Linked DNA regions of Mus musculus: all the other regions are linked to region 2. Evidence: chromatin contacts called from public HiChIP or PLAC-seq and Micro-C data. All regions are on one chromosome and are shown on one strand. Each heading gives the region's core, a stretch centred on a gene start, on an enhancer-like site or on the middle of the called end of the contact. The rest is flanking DNA. Distances are from core to core; before and after follow the strand shown. Region 1 holds the start of Platr21 (pluripotency associated transcript 21). Region 2 holds the start of Esx1 (extraembryonic, spermatogenesis, homeobox 1). Region 3 holds the start of Trap1a (tumor rejection antigen P1A).

What was found. A called contact is a pair of places that touch in the nucleus more often than the background predicts. HiChIP or PLAC-seq counts read pairs in DNA pulled down with a chosen protein or histone mark.
Region 1: a contact with region 2 is called in an H3K27ac HiChIP or PLAC-seq map of embryonic stem cells, with 8 times the contacts expected there. The contact joins the promoter of Platr21 here to the promoter of Esx1 in region 2.
Region 3: a Micro-C map of embryonic stem cells shows a contact between it and region 2, with 5 times the contacts expected there. The contact joins the promoter of Trap1a here to the promoter of Esx1 in region 2. A contact is called at or near these places in 2 of 484 Hi-C or Micro-C datasets (both in embryonic stem cells) and 1 of 115 datasets of contacts at active chromatin or transcription factors (embryonic stem cells).

What each region holds. Positions count from the first base shown.
Region 1 is chrX:139,355,463-139,358,162 of GRCm38.p6, reverse strand. It overlaps Platr21 (pluripotency associated transcript 21), which reads left to right and starts at 1,393. Exons shown (of 20, transcript NR_045455.1): 1 at 1,393-1,558; 2 at 1,790-1,873.
Region 2 is chrX:137,119,019-137,121,718 of GRCm38.p6, reverse strand. It overlaps Esx1 (extraembryonic, spermatogenesis, homeobox 1), which reads left to right and starts at 1,393. Exons shown (of 5, transcript NM_007957.2): 1 at 1,393-1,775; 2 at 2,023-2,148. The coding sequence starts at 1,691.
Region 3 is chrX:139,332,432-139,335,131 of GRCm38.p6, reverse strand. It overlaps Trap1a (tumor rejection antigen P1A), which reads right to left and starts at 1,449. Exons shown (of 3, transcript NM_011635.2): 1 at 725-1,449. The coding sequence starts at 1,178. All of the region lies in intron 3 of Platr21 (pluripotency associated transcript 21), which reads left to right.

The sequences.
Region 1 (2,700 bases), core at 144-2,643, 2.2 Mb before region 2:
CATCCCCACCCCCCTCTCTCTCAGGGATGAAGTGGAGTCTGGAATGGGTGGGGTTCTGGAGGATCCCAGTCCAGCTGGGGAGTGAGTGTGGGAGAGGGGAGAAGGGAGTGGCGCGAGTGGAGAAAGAAAGCCTTCTGCCAAGGTTTTCAATGAAACAGCTCTCTTAAGACAGTCTTGTGTGCATACCTGTATCTGGGGCAGGCTTGTACGCATAGCCTTTATTTGGGGGTGGAACAGGGCTCTATATCGACTTTGGAGAGTGGAAAGGAGTTCACAGGGTAAATGAAACTCCTTGGCTGGAGTTTCAAGTTCTGTGAATTGTCTCATTTGCATGGAGAGGCATTTCAGGAATCTCAGGTACCTGCTGGGTGGGTTCTTATGGGGGAGGGGTTAGTTTGTAGGTCGGTTCCTTGGCAGCCGGCGGGAGAGGCTGTGTGGGGTTAGGCTCCCCAGACAAGGGACTCTCTGCTGCAAAAGGGAGTCCTCCATTTTATGAAAAGCTGGGAAGAGCCATCCAGTCATGGTATCTGCGAGGGAGTTTCCCCACGGTCAGGGCAAGTATTTTATAATAGCAAGAGGATACTGAACCAAGGCCTTCAAGTACTCACTTTAGAATATTTGTGTGTGTGTGATGCTTACATGTTTGTGTGTGTGTGTGTGTGTGTGTGTGTGTGTGTCCGCGCGCCGGCTTGTTCCCACCTGTGTGTGGAAGCCAGAGGAGAATGTTAGGTGTCCTGCCTTACCATCCTCTGTTCTATTTCTTGACAGACAGTCTCTCACTGAACCTTTGGTTTATGGATTTGGCCAAGCTAGCTGGCCAGCAATCTCTCAGATTCACTTGGCTTCAAGGTCCCAACACTGGGATTACAGGCATATATAACCATGCCTGGATTTTGCATGCATGACGGGGATCAAACTCAGGTCTTCACATTCGTACTGTAAGTCCTTTTACCCACTGAGCCATCTTCCCAGCCTCCTCACTTTGGAATTATTAAAAATAAAATTTTATGTTAAAAATAATGAAGAACATGTTCGTATAAGGCTCACCCAAAGTGAACATGAACCAATAACAAAATAGGTAGATGGACAAGGGTACAGCAGATTTTCACACAGTGCAGGCTCTTAGTGATCTCACAAGCTGCTCTTTGGAAGAAAACGGTACTCATAATAATCTTGGATATTTGGAGTGCATAAATCAGGGAACTCGGGAAAAAGCCAGCTCCCTCGCACTATCACTGAGTATGCACATATGACATTATCTTCGACATTTCCAGACTAGAAACCATTGATTAGTAAAATGCTAATTCACTGAAAACAGGTCTTTGCGAAGACAGCCCTGCCCCCTTAAGAATCTGAGATCGCTTTTACTGAATAAACATCATCCATTTCTGCAATGTGAGTAAGATGCTCTTTCTGCACCTTGTGCCACATATTCAGCCCTGGGAACAGATGTGCAAGAACAAGGCTTAGGTGGAATTGGCACTTCATACCATCAAGATAAGGCGATGTGGCTTTGAGCAGAGAACATAAACAGTGTGGCTCAGCTCAGAAGGTCACTGTGAGTAGGCTGCTTTTCTTAAATGAATCGGGTACCCCTGGAAGGAAGAGCCCACCACTCTGGAGAATTTGCTCCTTTTGACTTCATGTTATGCTCTTTAGGGAGTTGAATCAGTGCGTTTCTCTGAGGCTCCCACCTGGCTGCTTCCTCCCTGTTTACTTTTTAGAATGTGTATCCTTTAACACCGTATCCTGTCTGGTAACATGCATGCACCGAATCACTGTTTTCCAGCCTCTGGGGGAAAAAAAAAACATGTGTGGGAACATCCATTCTGCCCGATTGCTGCTGCTTCTACTTGCTTCAGCAGTGGGAGAGGTAAGAAGGGTGTATGTGCTTCTGACAGACTGGGCTGGGCTACATGTCTGCAGGAGGCCCCTGGAAGTTGATGCCTGAGATGCTGTCTGCTGCTTGAGACATTGCTATGTTCTGAGCATAGGGCATTTCCTGATGATTGGCAGCTCCCACGTTCAAGTAAAATCAAGGCTGCAAATGAGGCTGTGGTTCACGGGGTCTAGACAGGTGCTGACAGGATGTGGTTTCCATCTGAGAGCAGATTTCAACTCTTCTATTAGCCAGAGCCTTTTGAGGCCATTGAGCTAACAATGTAAAATATTTCACTCAATAACCTGACCGGCCACACTCCCCAGGTGCCTCCGCACCTGCAGAGTGAGTGGAGCAACCCAGAGACATCCAGTCTTTAGGCTTTTTGCTTCACCCATCCCTCCGCTTTCATATGTACAGGTTTTTAGTCCTTTCTCTGCTCCTTGTGAAGGTACCAAGCCAAAAGTTTGTGTGTAAAAGGAACATAACATGCAGATCTAGATACGTAGGGTACATTCTCAAGCCAGAGTTTTCTTCTCTACTTGTTATGCACTATAGGACAGGCACTTGGGCACACATTCTTTCGACCCTAGAAAAACCTCTGACTGCTCAATGTTTAATGAGCTGCTATTTGGTGGGAACTTAGAAGATGCTGGGAGTAGTACAGATGATGGAGGCAAGGTCTGTGAAGTTTCAGAGGGAAGTGTAAGAGTTCCTTAAATACTATCAGCTATGTCTGATGTTTTGAGCATTAAGAATCTGTGTTTCGGATCAAACAGGGCTTAAGAATTTGCTGTGGTCAATGAGAGACCAGATCCATT
Region 2 (2,700 bases), core at 144-2,643:
CTGCCTGGAACATCCTTCGAATTAAGACACAAGTAATAAAGGAAAAAGTGCACGGACTTCGTAGTGAAACTGCCAAGTTGCCTGGCCTCCTGCGAAAAGGCCCACCACTGTGAGTCCGGGACAGCCAGGGCTGGTGCCATTGGGAAAACCCTGTCTCGAACACGTACCCCGTGCCCCTACTACCCCCCCCCCGTAACAAAAGTGAAAATGCCAACCAAAGGCCTGTAAAGGCAAAAATGTAGAACAAATCGTGCAGTGCCAAACACAAGGACCACAAAAAACAAGGATGTCAACACTTGAGAACATCTTTTGGAAAATTATACAGCCGTTTTAAATTTGACTCGCCATTTTCTAGACGGGGGGGGGGGGGGAGATAGTCCCAGGAAAAGGAAGGGGGAGGGGCGTGAATGTGGAGGTAGAGCGTTCTCCCGCCTTTTGAGCTTAGATACCCCAGAATTAGGCGGGCTTTTGGTTCAAGGCAGAGCAAGTTTCTACGATGCATTTTGTACTAAGAGCGAGCTATCTAACTCCGCAAAGGCACCAAACTCAAGTAACTTAGGCATTTTTGGGTCTCTTAAGCTTTTGGCAGAGTCCTTTATAGTAAGCCGGTTCGTTCCCAAAAATTACAACGCTCTAGAAGTATTTGAAGAGGCATAAAGGGTTTCTTGCAAGGTGTCCGTCCTACTTGCGCCTGTGTCACCCCAAAGACGCTGCTGAGTTTGTTGGCAAAGCCAACTCACTACGTTCTGGGAAAGCTTTGGGAACCAACTCAAAGCTCGAAAAGCTGGCCTTGTTGGCTTCCAGCACTTGGGAGGCAGCGGCAAGCAAGAGTATCTCTAAGTTCGAGGCCAGCACACTCTACGGTGTGTGTTCTAGGACAGCTAGGGATGCACAGAGAAACTTTGCCTCGAAAAGCCACAAAAAAAAAAGCCCAAAAAGCCAAAACAAAACCCCCAAAAAACTACAAAACCCAGCTTCCTGCCTACCTAAACATATTAGGGCTCTAATTCAGACTCTAGGTGCAAGAGTACAAAAACAACAAACAAAGCTCTAGTCATAAGTCACCGAGTCCTTGGTCGAGTCCAGTGTCCAAAGGGTGGCGGGAGGGGGAACCCATTTTGTTAGACTGTGCGTTCCCAACCCGTAAGTCCACGTAAATTTTTTCCTTGGGGGACGTAAAATGACATGCTTCGGAACATAATATTTAAGGGTGTGCGAGCTGGTGCGAACTCGGAGCTGCTAAATTATGATTCACAGTCTTGTGCAGCCCCTTAGTGCTCTGGGACGCCTAGGTAGAGTTGAAAAGTCAGTTAACAGCACGTGGAAGCGGGTCTCCGCGCGCGCGTGCGCGCGCGCGGGCGCGTAGGGAGCTCAAAGTCCGACCGGCACTTTAACAAACACACTCCCTGTCACCAGAGCACCCCCTACAATGTAGTCCCACCCTACAGTGTAGTCCCACCCATTCCGAATGGAAACACTCCTATTTCTAATGGGGGCTTGAGCGGAGGCACACTACGTAAAATCTGATCCCTAAGAGGCACAAGGGCTGACCACCCTATAAAAGGGGCGTGACTCCTCAACGAGCGCCACTCGGGTACGGGAGAAGCAGCTGGTACCACCTCTGGCCAGGACCTCGGAAGCCAAGAAGTCCGCAGAAGCTGGTGACTTAACAACCCACCGCGCTCCGGTCATGGAATCTCACAAAAAGTGCCCCTGCTGCTACTGCACTGACTTGAAGACCTTTGTTGGAGCAGTGAAGGAGGAAACACTTCAGGGTCAGTCGGTGCCGCCTCGACGCGTTTAGATTCGAGAAGAACTCGGGAGGACAACTTTTTTTTTTCTGTGCGCGCGCACGTATGCGCGCGCACAGAAGGTGACGAAGTGCGGTCAGCTTCTCGGACCTTCGCAGTCTCCGCCGCTCCTTTAGAGTGGCGCCTCGCTCTTCCCACTCTTCCCAGCCCTACCTAGGCTCCAAACCGCTTTTCTTTTTTTTTTTTCTTTTTTCTTTTCCCCCTTCTCCAGATCCACAGCCTAGCTTGAGCTCAACGCTTTTGGAGGGAGCAGACTACCAGGAAAACGCGGAATCTGAAACAACTTTCTACTCCGACTTTGGAGCCAGCCCGAAGGAGGAAGAAGTGGAGATGGAGAGTCAGTATCTGGACAGGGATAGGTTCTTAACGGGCAATTTAATTTGGGCTCGGCCTGATGTTCCCGGGTTGCGCGTGGGGGAAGCAGGGCGGCGGGAAGGGAGCCCCGGGGTGGGGGTGGGGGCGGCGGCGGGGAGCGGGACGGCGTGGGGGACGCCGGAGGGGGTAGCGTCCGGCGTGGAGTGGGGGCTGCGGCGGCCGGGAGGGGAACTGTGTGGAGGGGCGGCATGGGGAGGAGAGCCGCGGCGGCGAGAAGGGGGCAGCAGGCGCAGGGGTGGCAGCGCTGTAGCGAGCGGGCGGCAGGTAGAGAGGCGTCGAGGAGCCGGGACGGCAGCGCGGAGACGCGCGACCCGCGGCCTGGGGAGAAGGCAGCAGGTAGAGGGGCGGCGGGGAGCAGGGACGGAAGGCGGCGCGGCGACGCGCGACCCGCGGCGTGGGAAAAAGGCAGAAGGTAGAGGGGCGGCGGGGAGCAGGGACGGAAGGCGGCGCGGAGACGCGCGACCCGCGGCGTGGGAAAAAGGCAGAAGGTAGAGGGGCGGCGCGGAGACGCGCA
Region 3 (2,700 bases), core at 200-2,699, 2.2 Mb before region 2:
AGAGGCAGGCAGATTTCTGAGTTTGAGGCCAGCCTGGTCTACAGAGTGAGTGCCAGGACAGCCAGGGATACAAAGAGAAACCCTGTCTCGAAAAACCAAAAAAAAAAAGGCCTGGGGAGGGGGAGGGAGGAGCACCCGAAAATGCAAATAGGGAGGGAGGGGGAGGGGGGAGCACCCGAAAATGCAAATAGGGAGGGAGCAGCAAGGGGGAGGGAAGCAGGTAGAGGAAAAGCGGTGAAGGGTAAACAGGGAGGGGAGGGGGAGGGGAGCAGGAAAAGAAAAGGTGCAAAAGGGGGAGGGGAGCAGGGAGAGCAAAGCTGGTGAAAGGTAAATAGGGAGGGGGAGGGGAGCAGGAAAGAAAAGGCGCGAAAAGGGGAACAGGAAGGGGAGGGTTTCGGGAGAGGAGCAAATGGGGAAGCCTGAAGAGGGTGGGGATCAGAGAGCAGAAGGCACGAAAAGTTGAGCCGAGGGGGAGGGGAGCAAGGAGAGCAAAGGGGAAAGGGAGCAGAGCAGGATGGACTGAAGCTCCAGAGGCAAGGTGGGAAAAGGGAAGAGAGCGGAGCAAGGACTGGGGGATGGGAGGAGCGGGGATAGGCGTGGACAGGAGAGCCAGGAATGGCTCCAGCAATGACCCCCAACCAAAATGTGGTCTTTACTACAGATGTGGGCAAGAGTAAAGAATGCACCCCACCTGAATCTAGAGTAAAGACCACGGGTTACTCACAGGCACAGTTAGCGCCAGCACCCATTTCCTCAGCTCCGGCACCCATTTCCACGCTCATCTCTTCTTCGGCCTCATCTTCTGATTCATCATCCATCAGGTTCTCCAATTCTTCTTCCTCATCATCCTCATCATCATAGAAGGCATCGTCGTCGTCGTCCTCGTCGTCGTAGTAGTCATCCTCATCATCCTCATCGTCTTCATCCTCATCGACAGAGGACATGCGCTTGCTTTGCCTGGCTATCCAGGCCACATCCCTTTCATACTGCTCCTCATAAAGGGCGTCTATGAACATCTGGAGCGCCAGAAAACTTGTTGTGACAACAGCGAAGACCAGCCACCCTAGATAAGGCAGAATTTCTTCCAGGGAGTACCGGTGCAATAAATTGCACCTATTCCCATCACCGTCACCACCTGAGCCACTGTGGGCTTTGTCTGGCTTCTTGTTATCAGACATGGCACAAAGGGTACCAGCAGGAAGCCGAGCTAAGTTAAGATAAGAGTAGAGTCGCAAGCTAGCGGCTTACTTCTTCGACCAGCTCAGTGCAATGGCGTTGACACAATGCATGCTGGGAGAGCAAAGGGGGGGGGTCCTCCCTCCTTCCTCCGGAAGAGTTCTATACGGAAGACTTCTATAAGGAAGACTTCTAAACTCAGCACAGCACGAGGTGGGAGGGGGGAGGGAGGGTGTAGTAAACTCTGGACTACTTTTTTACGTGAAAGGGTACAAATTCACAAGCTAGAGCTGTAGGCGGAACTTGCAAAACTTCCTACCCAAGGCTCACAAACCCCCCACGAGAACAGTAAGCTCATTGGCTGAGGGATGAATATCGCAGAACTCAGACACCCAATGAGTGATCAGGATCTTCACACATCTAGCGTCTTTGGGAGTCCCGGGTTCTTTTCATTCTCCTGTGGTAACGGAACTGTCTTACAGTGTACAGTGTTACAGCATAGCCGATTATTTGGTACAGAGATCGGCGTGTTTTGCATAGTTTCTTAGGGACAACTTGTAACAAACCGTACACAGGCTTTTAACATGAGAAACATAGCAATATGTTATAAGCGATCTCCAAACTTCACACCCGAGAGAGAATGGCCATTCGTAAGGATTAACAGTACTAAAACTGTTCGTGGGAGCCAGGCGTGGTGGCGCACTTAATCCCAGCACTCGGGAGGCAGAGGCAGGTGGATTTCTGAGTTCGAGGCCAGCCTGGTCTACAGAGTGAGTTCCAGGACAGCCAGGGATATACAGAGAAACCCTGTCTCGAAAAACAAACAAACAAACAAACAAACAAACAAAACCAAACAAACAAAACCAAACAAACAAAAAAACTGTTCGTGGCCACCATTCTGCAAAAATCATGAAGACTAATACGCTAGTCTGCTACTCCAGAGGAACCAGGGCTGCTGCAAGTGATTTGTGGTCCAGTTTCATCCTTCACCTCCATCAGTTTCGGCACACAAGCCACATAGGATAGAACCGTAATAGTGGACAAAGCAGGAGAAACCCACAGGTCAGGGGATTGCAGGAGGCGCGAGAGGGGTGGCAAAAGTCTGTACAGAAGTAGTCTCCAGGGGACTGTGACAGAAAGGCTTGCCACCATTGCAGTGTGTGCGCGCGCATGCTATGTTTTAACTTTGGTTGAAGGGAGCTCTATTTAAGGGCTCCAGTTTCAAATAAGAACACTAAAAAAGCCAAAGTCAAATGTATAATTATGGACTATTTTTCTTCCGGGACACAAATAGCCTTGAATTTGAGAGTTTGTTTTTACTGTACATTATTAATGACGTACTATGTTTAGTATGGTACATATGTACATGTTTTACATGGTCTAGATTGTGTGTGTTTGTGTGTGTGTGTGTGTGTGTGTGTGTGTGTGTGTGTGTGTGTGTGTGTGTGTCTTTTTAGGAGAATCCTGAAACCAGAAAGGGAAACATGACATGGTTGACTTTTTTTTTTTTTTTTTTTTTTTGGT